Regions from separate parts of the Mus musculus genome. Here all the other regions are linked to region 2. A link is a contact called in public Hi-C data. All regions are on one chromosome and are shown on one strand. The core of a region is the stretch at or near the end of the contact, and the rest is flanking DNA. Distances in the headings are between cores, read along the strand shown. Region 1 has its middle 130 kb from the start of Gm40303. Region 2 has its middle 4.1 kb from the start of Gm40304. Region 3 has its middle 110 kb from the start of Gm40303.

Evidence for each region. A called contact is a pair of places that touch in the nucleus more often than the background predicts.
Region 1: a contact with region 2 is called in a Hi-C map of bone marrow-derived macrophages, with 67 read pairs. The contact joins two enhancer-like sites. A contact is called at or near these places in 10 of 39 promoter capture datasets (3T3-L1-derived adipocytes, the C10 cell line, the HPC-7 cell line and 6 more), 2 of 15 datasets of contacts at CTCF or cohesin (CD8 T cells and the NIH/3T3 cell line), 11 of 484 Hi-C or Micro-C datasets (B cells, CD8 T cells, Th1 cells and 5 more), 13 of 115 datasets of contacts at active chromatin or transcription factors (CD8 T cells, the HPC-7 cell line, Th17 cells and 7 more) and 5 of 9 other capture datasets (adipose tissue, bone marrow-derived macrophages, liver and 2 more).
Region 3: a contact with region 2 is called in a Hi-C map of bone marrow-derived macrophages, with 62 read pairs. The contact joins two enhancer-like sites. A contact is called at or near these places in 16 of 39 promoter capture datasets (the 3T3-L1 cell line, 3T3-L1-derived adipocytes, the C10 cell line and 12 more), 1 of 15 datasets of contacts at CTCF or cohesin (the NIH/3T3 cell line), 6 of 484 Hi-C or Micro-C datasets (bone marrow-derived macrophages, cerebellar granule neurons, muscle stem cells and 2 more), 14 of 115 datasets of contacts at active chromatin or transcription factors (CD8 T cells, the HPC-7 cell line, the NIH/3T3 cell line and 6 more) and 6 of 9 other capture datasets (adipose tissue, bone marrow-derived macrophages, embryonic stem cells and 3 more).

The regions. Positions count from the first base shown.
Region 1 is chr5:53,399,728-53,403,726 of GRCm38.p6, forward strand. No RefSeq gene overlaps it. Among named protein-coding and RNA genes, the nearest start is that of Gm40303, 130 kb to the left of the region's middle. Within about 2 kb of position 1,519, at least 105 of the 459 cell types and tissues checked have an H3K27ac peak or open chromatin away from gene starts, as enhancers often do. A contact at or near this core is called in CD8 T cells, the NIH/3T3 cell line, Th1 cells and 6 more, where this site is marked.
Region 2 is chr5:53,541,021-53,544,992 of GRCm38.p6, forward strand. No RefSeq gene overlaps it. Among named protein-coding and RNA genes, the nearest start is that of Gm40304, 4.1 kb to the right of the region's middle. Within about 2 kb of position 2,546, at least 85 of the 459 cell types and tissues checked have an H3K27ac peak or open chromatin away from gene starts, as enhancers often do. A contact at or near this core is called in CD8 T cells, the NIH/3T3 cell line, Th1 cells and 9 more, where this site is marked.
Region 3 is chr5:53,377,282-53,381,211 of GRCm38.p6, forward strand. No RefSeq gene overlaps it. Among named protein-coding and RNA genes, the nearest start is that of Gm40303, 110 kb to the left of the region's middle. Within about 2 kb of position 1,485, at least 130 of the 459 cell types and tissues checked have an H3K27ac peak or open chromatin away from gene starts, as enhancers often do. A contact at or near this core is called in the NIH/3T3 cell line, adipose tissue, bone marrow-derived macrophages and 3 more, where this site is marked.

The DNA.
Region 1 (3,999 bases), core at 269-2,768, 140 kb before region 2:
CCTCCCCACTCACACGACTTCATATCTTTTCTCTCTCTGTTTCATTTGTAAGTGTGTGTGTGCTCTCGCGAGTTCTATGCATATGTATGTGCATATGTGTATTCATGTCCTCTTAGAGGCTAGGAGAGGACATCAGCTCCCCTGGAGCTGGAGTTATGGTGGGTCATGGTCCACCCAACATGGACACTTGGAACAGGACTCCAGTCCTCTTCAAGAACAGCAGGCTCCTTTAGTCACTGAGCTATCTCTCCAACCCCAGGAACCATGTCTGTGATATAAAACCCGTAACTTGAAGTTAGCCACAGAGAACCATCAAACACATTCATTGGAAAACCATTCCTCAAAAATAACTGCAAAATGTAAACACCATGAAAAGGGAGCTTTGCGGAGCTGCGCCGGGTTTTCTGTAGAGACTGAGATGTGGCACTTAAACAAACCTACGTTCTGAAACAATCTTAAATCACAGAACTGGGGCAGTTGGTGTGGCTTGAACAAGACCTGTCCATCATGTCACGGTAGGTATCAACCTTCATTTCCCTAAGGTGACCACTTTCTGTGGGAAACAGAGAGCATTCTTATGTTTAGGGCCTGCATACTGTGTATTAAAGAGGCATTAGGTTTCGAGCAATTCAGGAAAAATCATAATGCTCTAGTTGAAGTAGGCCAGATAGAAGATGCAGACTTGGTTCATGGTCCAGGGATGCAGTGTTAGCAAGCACCTCGGGGCTCAAGGGGAAAATGTGGGCACATGGGGGTCACAGTTGTCTCTACATTTACACCATACCTCTTCATCTGTTAGTCCCTGATAGCTGAGTTCTTTAAATTCACAGCCCAAATACAGGATCTGCCCTAGTGTCTCAGAAGTTCAAAAACTTCTACGTATTTCCCACACTTACTGAAATCCGACGGTGCTAGGTACTGGTGATACCTCTAGTCAGGGTGCTTGTCTTACGGTCTTTTCCATCTGTATTCCAGAGGTTGTCACAGGAAGTCAGTATTCAGTTGGGGTCACCCCATGTATTGCTGGGGAAATTCAAGGCTGTCCAAACATTTCCTGATTCTAATCTTGGGTTATCTGCTCCATTTCTCCTTTTTCCTAGAATCCCTTTCCTTGCGAGAATCTTCTTTAACCCTCAAGAAGGTGACATGAAGTGCAGTATGTTTTATGTCATACTGGAAAATGTGTAGGGGATGTGGGAGGAGAGATCACGGCTCCTGGGGGGTGTCATTTTATAGGAAGAACGTGGGTATCAGGGTCAGAGACGCCGGGTGTAAATATGGGTGGGTCACTTACGATTTGAGTAAGTGTTCAGAGTTAAAGGTTTCTGTCTGTAACACAAAGACTATTTAGTTCTGAGGGTTATGTCTTAAGGAGAGGCACAGTAGAACTCATGATTTCTTGCCATAGGTGGCCTTCTTAGGATTATAGGAAAATTTCAGCTCTCTGTCTTTCTGCTTGTTCCTCCGGGGCAACCCTCAAGTCACCTCAGAAACAAGCCTTGTTTCTATGGAGATTTGTGTAAGGTAAACAGATCTGAAAAGGGGAAGCCCAGACACCCATCCCAACACCCACTCACACCCAGCCCGCTGCCTCAGCAGAAATGTTTCCAAAGAAATGCTTTTCAAAGCTTTCGGGAAGGCCCCCAAATGCTTTCAAAGTTTCTCCTGTATCTCCATTGTCCTACTCTTGAAGTGAGCAATGATTAAAAACAGATAATAATGAACTTCACGTAAGAATGGATCAAAAGTGGAGTCACACAGGTCTCCAGTGTCTAATATAATTAGGCTGATACACTGTTGAGACCAAATGATGGCTTTTCTCTTTCTTTTCCTTTCCTGCATGTGCACATTTATTTGAAGAACTTTGAATACGTAGAAGAGGACAAGAGACCTACTCGGTGTCAGTGTTCATCCAAACAGCTTACTCTATTCTGAAACTCAGGTTTCCCTCTTTTGCTTCCTTGCACCCCATAACATCATTACTTGTAGATATCAAAGAAGAGCTGTGTCTTTGAACGTACACAGAAGTCAAGGCACATAGATCACACTAACTTCACATAACGAGGAGCAGTAATCCCCCTGTCCCTTTCCACTGAATAATACCTTCTTTGGTAAATCCTTTAGAAGTACAAACATGCATCCAATCAACTCCCTTTGAAAACATGCCCCAAATAAATTAGCTGCCTTAGAAACCTATTAACCCAAGCAGCTATTAGGTAATAGACATTTCTAAATTAAACTTAACTTTAGATCTCTCTTCTAGAGATCTTTAAATCTCTAAAGACTTTAGAGCTCTTCAGTGATCATCGATTTATGGGGATGTTAATATTCACTTAAAAGACTAATAACAGAATGGTTTCCTTCTTTCCCTGTCAAACACAAGGGCCGATTTTTGATGAGTGAAAATCACCTCCTATCTTAGCCATAACATCCCCAAGGTGCGACACCTGAAATGACACAGCAGAGACATAAATCACAGAAATAGAAACTCATGAAATGACAGCTGACAGTGGTAGACACTCTTGCTGTTGCTCACACCACATAAGAGAGAGAAAGGGCATCTAATAAGCCTCCATTTGTTTCCCTATGAGTCAGTGATGCAAGCCTTGAGTTTCTCACAGGCCCCATCGAAAAATCTAGAAGCAGAAAGCTTCAGTATTAGATTCACACAGTGGGAAGAAGACTAACAAAAGATTTTTTCTCAAAAAGAAGTCATCTAGATGTCCCTGAGCAGACCAGTTAATGTTACCATCCTCGAGGTGAACACAGAGTCTTAGCTAGAGGATAACAGACAGGGTCCTAGAGTTAACAGAGGAAACGCCCGGGTGCATGACCATAACTATCTTTAGCTACATCCATCCGGGTTAGAGAGAAAGCCTAGGCCACTGATAACAAACATCTCTATTTCCATCTGCTAACATCAGACCCAGAACAGAGAGGCAAGGGGAAACCCAGAGTCTTTCCCTTTGTCTACAAATGTATCTGCTAGATGCATTGCTCGAAGCCTCGAGTAGCCACAAAACCATAGAACCTGCCAAGCCTTGGAGCTGGAAAATTCTAGAAGAGGAAGCTGCTGTTAAAGGGAGTAAAATGACTCGCTTTACCACACTACCCTTCACCGCGTGTGACTTGAATGGAAATAGTCTTTTTCTGACATAAATGAAATCAAACCGAATGAGTGTGCTATGTGTCAGCAGATGCTGCGCCCCATGCAGCTAGCTCATTGCCTAACAGAGGAAATGTGGATTCGTAGAACTAGCTTCCTACTTTGAACACTATTTTTCCTGTAATTGGGTAAGGCCGGGGGCAAACTCTGGTCAGAGCCTGCAGAGATAAAGGGAAGCTGTGCAAACACAGACACATCAACTGCAGGCCCAGTGAAGACTTCCAGAACATGTACCACTGCAGGATGATATTAAGCATGGCCAGCATGGGAGAGGCAGTTTAGACATACAGAACAAGCTTAAGACACATACAACCTTTTCCTTCAGGAACAATCGAAACAACTCTAAGAGATCATCAAAGATCAAGGACAGGACTGAGATGTTCAGGCCTCAAAGCAATTGCCTTGCAAACCTGAGAACCCAAGTTTGATATGTAAAACTCATGTAAAATACATAAATGAACACCACACACACACACACACACACCCCAAATGCAATACTGATCATGATCCCCCCCCCAAAAAAATACTTGTGAAATCATTGGGTATTGGAAAAGTCAAGGGCAGCTTGGCTCATCTGAGAGTCAGTAGGAACTTGGAAGTTTGGGTTGGGGCAACAGGTAGAAGAGAGATGTCCTGGGAATGTCTAAACAGGGACAAAGTTTCTGAGGTGGAAACTAGTGTGCCCCTGAGGAGGCTGGTAGAGAGAGAGTGCCCCGAAAACAGGGTTTGAAGACATATTGGAAAATAGCATTGGATCTGGATCTGTAGGGGATATTACAGCTGAAGTAACCAACCAGAGACAGGGTTCTAGATACAGTTCCTTGGAAACGCCC
Region 2 (3,972 bases), core at 1,296-3,795:
TGTCATAATGATTATTCAAGGGCAGCTGACCTGCCAGGCTCTTCCTGCCACAAAATCCTCTCGACTACTTAGCATTTCAACATCTGCACAGACCTGGGCATCATAAACTTCACTTGTTCAAATGCTCTCACTGCCTTCTCCTCAAAACGTGTTTCCCAAAATCCTATAGGGCATCTTTAATTTCTCCTTCAAACACACATCAAGTTCTCTTTTCCCAGCTTCTCCTTGTTAGGAATTTCTTGTTCTTGACCTGTCTAGTATTTTTTTTTTTAGAATTATTTATTTATTTTATGTATTATTTTATTTTAATAGAAGTATACTGTAGCTGTCTTCGGACACACCAAAAGAGGGCATCAGATCCCATTAGAGATGGTTTAGAGTCACCAGGTGATTGCTGGGAATTGAACTCAGGACTTCTGGAAGCACAATCAGTGGTTTTACCCACTGAGCCATCTCTCCAGCCCTGCCCTGTCTACTTTTTTTTGATTCCAGTGAAGTGCTATTTATCTTCAGAATTCCCAAGAGAAATTGTTCTGACTTTGTTTCCTCAGATTATGTCAGGTTCCCCGATTTTGTGCTTTTTTTAAAAAAAAAAATCTGTGCTTCACTTTTGTGACATGTATATGTGTGTGTGTGTATTATTTATATAACATATATGTTGATGACAAGCAAAGCTGACGCGACAAACATGTGACATCCAGACCATAGTTGCTCATCTAATAGCCTTGCTAGGGCTTCACTTCTCTGCTAAACCTTCCTCCACAGACACAGGGCCCAGGCTCTTCCCAGACCATTACCCCACTGCAACACAGGCTGAGAAATGTAGTCCAGCTTTCTACCTGAGCCAAGAAACAAGCAGATGTTGCAGGGAAGCAATTTCTGCCTGGCAGAATCAGGGATGGCTGCATTTTCTATTTATTTGTAACACTGTATCCTTAATGTCCCGCCTAAACTCTGCGGACATCTGTGGTTTTAGTCACAGTCTGGTCTCAGTAAGGTTCAATGCATCGGTGTTTAGTTCATCAATGATACAGTTGTGCTGTGCTTGAGAGTGGGGACAGAAGGCAGAGTGGTCTTCCTACTTCTCAAATGCAGCTTTCTCAAATGCCAGTGTTCCTGGCTTTGGGGTAGCCTGTCCTGAGGCCATCAAGAGATGCATGCATAGATGCATGACATTCAGGAGAGTGAGCAGAGGGCACTGAGTTCAAGGTCAGGTATCCCCGGAGGCATCTGCTGAGGAAACTGATGGATTGTGATTCTCAGGTCAGATTCTACCAAGGAATTTCAAGGGCATTTCTTAGATTCCTCAGATTCCTTCTGTAATCTGAGTCTCTCAGTCAGCTCTTGCAGAAGTCCTGTGGCCTTAAGCTTGATGCTTTCTGATAACATAGATAGCAATTATCTCTACTTTCAGAAGCTCCAGGGAGAGCTGAAAATGGGGTATGCTTTCTTCCCAGGCTTCAGTAGGATTCAATGGAGCTTTAGATCAACCTAGTGAGTCTGTCTGTCCGTCTGTCTGTCTGTCTCAGTAGCCTGACTAACAAACTCCTAGGATCTGCCTTGTGGGGTCTGTCAGAATAATCCCTATGTTCTTTCAAATGCCTTTAATGCAAAGAATTTAACATACATTGTATAGAAGTATCAGTACTCTAACATTACCTAGCTGTTGGGTCTTAAATAGCTAACTGAGGTGCATAATAACATATGGAAACAGATCCAATCTGCCAGTCTCCTTCAGTATCACCAGACCTATTGCAGAGATAAGCCAGCTGGTGTACCCTGACCCCTACCCTAAACTCTCCGCCCCAGGGACTAGACAGGTTTTCCCTTACCCAGCCTCCTTGATTTCTATGTAAGTCAGCCATTTTGGCTATGCTGGTTTCTTGGCCTCTTTGCCTCTGGATCTGAGTCTCATCTCTCATCCCTCCTTCTCCTCTTTCTCTCTCCTCCGTCCTCCCCCAGCCCTGAACTCCTCCATGGCCCAGTTCACTCTGGACTCTTCCCCACACCTCTGCTTACACTCCCCCTTAAAGCTATAATAAAGACCTCCACCCCCTAGGAACAGTCATGCCTTCCTTTTAGTTCTTCTTTTCATTCACTGAGCAAGAACAAAAAACTTTGAGTGCGTCCTATTCTTGGAGGTAGAGGAATGAACTTCCTGAAGCACGCACGGCATTATGGGGGACCTATGATTTCAAGAGAGGAGTAATAGCTGCTTGCAAAAGTCAAAGTGAAAATGTCTTCCAACCCCATAATAATAAAAACAAACCTCAGAAATGATAAGCTTCTAAACCACCACATCATATTCCAAGAACTTTGGGGGATCTGAATGTGCTAGCACACATACAGAGAGGGATAGGGACAGAAAAACACGTTAGGATCCGGCTTGAACTTCTTTCTTCTCTTATTGTCTGTTCAGTGAGCAAACAGGTCTTGCTCCCTTGCTCCTTTATCCCCCACCCCCCACCCCCATGAATACCATCCTTTCCTGGGGAAGGTTAGGGACCAAAATCATCAGTATTGGAAATTGTTCTGTTTTGCTTCATTTCTGGGCCCTGAGTCATTCTCCCCAACACCAGGACGCCCTCAGGGAAGAGTCAGAGGAAATGATGTCACTCTCTTCGGTCTCTTTTTTGAGCCTTGGGCTTTTTCTTTGGGCCAAAACTTTAACAAATCTGTTTTCTAATTAGCCAGCAATGAGTACAGGGAAATAAAGCATGCGCCCTGTGCTTTTCTTCTCTGTCCAGGCTGCAGAGGTGACTACTCCACAGGAACTCACACATGAGTCTCAACGTCTTATCAAACAGCTAGAAGCCTCTTGTTTGCTACTATTGAGTTGTTTGTTTTTGAAGACAGGCTTTCTTTCATTATAGACTAGCCTCAATTCACCAAGTAGCCAAGGGTGACCTTGAACTCCTGATCCTCCTGCCTCTACATCTCTATAGTGCTGACATTATAGGTGTGTATCTTCCACCATGTCTGGCTTACAAGTCTTTCTTATAATTTTCTTTCTTGGGAGTTAAGAAACCGAAACACCAGAGTGTCTTATCCAGTCTATTTGAGCTGAAAAAAAGGAGCCAGCAGCCAGGTAGGGGGGTGGGACCAGGCAGAGGATGGGACCATGAAGGGATTAGGGCCATGCAAAGAATGTGACCATGAATGTAAGGAACGGGTGGGGCCATGGAGGTAAGTGGATTTAAGTCTTCTGTTTCATCCATTAAATAAAACTCTTCCTATGCAAATAAGTAAAGCAAATCCCTACGTTTGGGAATTGTGCCTGTGGCCGATTTCCCATATTTGCTTGATGACAGTCCTTAGACATTTTAAACATGACCATTTCAGCTCTGCATCAGGTTTTGCTTCCCACCCACCACCCACCCCCATGATATTCAGCTTCTAGAAGTTCATCAGTCCTTGGAAAATTAACTGTGGCCTTGTGGATGAAGGTTGGAAGTAGGGCACTTTGGAAGACCCTTTCCTGGGAGCACCCTGGCCCAGGCAGCTGGTGTGAAGATCCCATACCTCAGTCATGGCGGGGGACAGATGGCATGTGGCTTCCTGCTAGAAAGTCACGGCCTGTCTTGCTCCCTCCTCAACTAGACCTCAGGGAAGTTTCCTTCAGGACAATGACTCTGTCTTAAGCTACATTAATGTAACTGATGCTTACTCTTAGGAGGGACCCAGAGCTTCAGTAGGGAAAGGCATACTTGCCATAGGATAGTCTAAGCATTGCATGGGAAGAGGACCATATTGAATGCTGCCGCTCCGAGGCCTACACAAAGCCTGGGATGGCTATTAAAATCTCCAACCATTTCATACTCTACTTTAGACAACTGACTCAGAAACTTCAGAGTGGGACCTCTGAGATTAAAAATAAATTTCAGACACTAGACTCTGCAAACAATGACCTTGTCCTTTCTGAGCACATGTTATATCCTCTTATCACACCTAGGAAGAATCATTGTGGGATCT
Region 3 (3,930 bases), core at 235-2,734, 160 kb before region 2:
CCCTGCGTTTCTCTGCTCTCCTGGAGAACTTTCCTTTTTTCTCCTAAGGTGGTCTCTGGCCTGAAGGGATGGTAATGGAAGCAGAAAGAGCAGAGGGTAGTGGTATATCCCTCAGAAGGATAAACACACTTTAGAGCTGTCAGGACAGCAGGCTGGAGGAGCCCAGGAGGGGCCCCATGCCACCATCCCTCAGTCCCCACATGGCTGGGATAGCAAGGAAGACAGAAAGCTAACTAATAAGGTCCAGGAAGAGTATGACATTCTTCATATAGGAGCTTGCAATGCAAGGGGAGGAAATGGGAGACTGGGACAATAATGAATGTCAGAATTGCCTACAAAGGGTTCTGCCTAAAAGTCAGAGGCGGCTTTTAGTCCTCTGGCTTTCTCTGCACCATCTGTATTCCTCTAGCCAGAGAAATGCAGAGTTCTGAAAGAGGATGAGTGAGGAGCTCCACTCCTGCAGAGATACACTCATTCTTCCTTGGGCTGTTGACAGACAAGGTGGCTTTCTAAAAGGTAGGCAGGCAAGGATAGAGGGTGGGGCTCCTGGTAGCCAGTGGAGACCATTGGGGTCACTTCCAGAGCAAACCAGGGGAGGCGCTGTAAGAGCTCTGTGGGCAGTGCTCTAGTAACAGGCCTTCCTGTCAGTTACTGATCTAATCTCTGTTACTGTGACCAATTGGTCCCAGTCCATGAAAGGCTGCCTCTGCAGTGCATCTGTTACTGGTCCTCTTGGTCCACCACTGACATAGCAGGAAAAGTGGCCCCACCCACCTAATTCCCATTTCTCTGTCTTCTTTTTGAGTGTCCTACGCATTTTCTTTCTCATCCATACCAAACAAACAAACAAAAAAAAACAAACAAACAAACAAAAATGCTCAAGAAGAAATTGGGCATGGTTGTGCATGCCAGTAATCCCAGCACTTGGGATGTGGAGCTAGAGGGATCAGGAATTCAAAACCAACCTCTATGTAGCAAGTTCAAGGTCAGTCAGGACTACATGAAACCCACAGTCAAAACAACATCAAGAACAGGAACAGGAACTAAGAAAAGGCAGGTTGTGCTGTTGGGACAAAGACCTGAAATGGGCCAGGAGACTGAAGATGGGGGAGGGGGGCAGGGATATCAGGAAAGGGACAACAGAGTGTCTCCTCCAGCCCTGGGAATTCTCTGAAGTCCTGTGTGCCTTCTTCATACAACATAGCACTCAGGGAGGATAGCCATCAGATCTTGGTCCAGCCATGCCCCCATGGTGCTCAATAATCTAACAAAGGCTATGTGTATGACAGGAGAGCAAGGACCTTTAATCTGCTGGAGCCCAGGGCATCTGCCAGCCATCGGAGAACCAACTGTCTCCTTTTCCCCCATCAGAAACTGGGCTGCCGCCAAAGCGCCCTTTCCTCTTGCTTATGAAGCCCAGGATCCCCCTGCTCTGCAGGCTGCTGCCTCCTCTTCCCCTCCTAGCTAGCCCAGCCTCTTCTCTCTGTTCCGCCTTCTCCTCACCCCATCTCTTTTTCTCTTCCTCTTTCCATGCCTCTGATCTCCCAATGCCCCCATCCTTCCTGTTCCCTTGGCAGAGGGCAATGGTGTCATCAGGGGTTGGCCCTGGGTCTCCTCTAGCTCAGAACTGACTGGCTTCATGCGAAGTCTCTGTATACAGCTTCAGTGAAGACAGCTTCTCTCAATAGCTCTCTCATCCGTCCAGTTTGCGAATGGAGAAACTGATGCTGAGAGAGATGACACTACCTCCTCTCAAGGTCTTCTGCTGATGTAATTTTGCTCAAGGAATCATTCACTGAACACATCTGATCCCCTCTTCTTGGAAAGTTCCAGTCTGCATGATTGCACCAGGGCTATTAACTGAAGTGCTACCTTCTGTACCCTTAAGACATCCAACCCCATTGTGATCCTACTGCCTCTCCCACCCCCAATTTAGCATAAGTCTAGTGCAGGAAAGTTTTGGGTCTTTCTATATCTCAGGGCCCTTATTTCATCATCTATGGAGAATGAGCGATATTGGTTTCTTTTGATAATACCAGGGTCTTAAGCTCTCTGCATAATGTATTTGCAGGAGCTTACAGTAGAATGGCTTCCTTTTGGTCTCACCTAGACTGTCAACCACTCTCCCCACCTTCCCTCTTTGTCTTGAGGTTTTTGTAAATGCAAAGAAAATTGTGAGTTTCGAACACCCTCAGGGAGAAGGGAAAGCCTATCTGCTAATTATTATGAACCAACTAGCCAGGTTTGTATGGAGGGAACAGAAACAGAGTTTGTTCAGGTAGCTAGGGAAGTAGACCCTGGCTCCTGGAAGTTTCTTTTCAGGGCACACAGGTTTTTACATGCACAGATGGCTGCCTTGTATCTGGGCTCAGGGGCTTGCCTGAGAGATTGCCACACAGTCGGCACGCGCTGCACAACCTTGTCGGGAGAGAGTGTTTATGAGCCTCCCGGTTAATGATTCCCATTTATGGAACATGTGCGCGGCAGCCGAAGGAGGCTGGCTAGGACAGGACATCAGCAAGGCCTCGGCCTCACAGCCTGGCTGCACGCACAGGCTCAACAAGGCAGCTGCCGGGGCTGTTCTGTTATAAGCCGAGGGGATCCGAGGCTCCCCAGAAATCTGGCCTTTTCGGCTCCATCAACATGTTAGCGAAGAAGGTCCTGCGAGAGAGGCTGGGGCCAGACTGACTGAAGCAGGGCAGTAATAAAAACGGCTGCTGTTATGAGGGGGAAAGTTAATATTTCCAGGGTGTTCACTCCATGTGGGGCTTGTTGAAAGCTTGTGCATGTTTTCCCTTTTATTTAATCCTTACAACATGCCTGGTACAGTCCAGATAGGAATTTTGTCTGCTCAGTTAAGCTCCATGGCCCGAAAGAAGAAACACTCAGAATGACCTAGTGTCCTTTCCAGGGCCATAGACTTATACAATGGAAATATTCTCCTATATATTAATATTTATATATGTACATATGTATGCATTGTTTAAAATAAAGGTTTTCACTATGACATCTTCATGCATGCATATCATGTATTCTGCTCATATTTCCCCCCACCCCCTCACTCCCACCCCCTTATCTCCTCCTCCTGCTGCTGGCCGCCTTCCACGGAGCTGAAATTAAATCCCAGTGTAACGGTAGAGCCAGCCTGGGAGGTGTGGAAAAGTGAATTCTGGAAGTTCATTCATTCACATCCTTTTATACCACAATTGACATGACAGCTAAAAAAAAAAGATACATTTGAGGACTTAGAGCAAGCTAGATTAAGTTCCAGTTTTGCTTTCTTGGGTCTGGGAGATGGCTCAGTGGCTCAGAGTGCTTGCTGTCAAAGCTGGAAAATCTGAGTTCAAATCGCCAGCACCCACTCAAAGGCTGAGCTTGACTGTGCCTGCCTGTAACTGCAGTGGGTGGAGACAGGGGGATGCTGTGAGCTCTGCAGCCAGCCAGACACCCTGTCTCAACAAATAAGATGGAGAGCCATAGAGGGTGGTTCCTGCACTCTCTTCTGACCTCTGCGTTACACGTCTGTATGTTACACAGACACGCATACCCTCACATACGCATGCATATACACCATACCATACCACCCATGCCTCCTGTCCACCAGTTACCTTGATTTCCTTACTAAAAGTAAGGAGAGTAGCAACCTCCAAAGCCAGAATCGTGAAGCCAGAAGTGGTTCAGAGCCCAGCACAGACTAAATCCCTAGTAATTATTCCACAATTTGACCACACCCAGGTCAGGGGAAACATGGAGCTTGGTGTGGACACCCCGGCTCATGCTGGAGTTCTGTGGCCACCACCTTCTCAAACACTCATTCATCCATTGAATGGGACAAAGGGGACAATAGTGATGGCCGTATCAGGGACCACTCACAGCAGGGCGAGGAGCAAGGAAGCAATGTATGCAAAGCACATTCTGCATCGCTGAAAG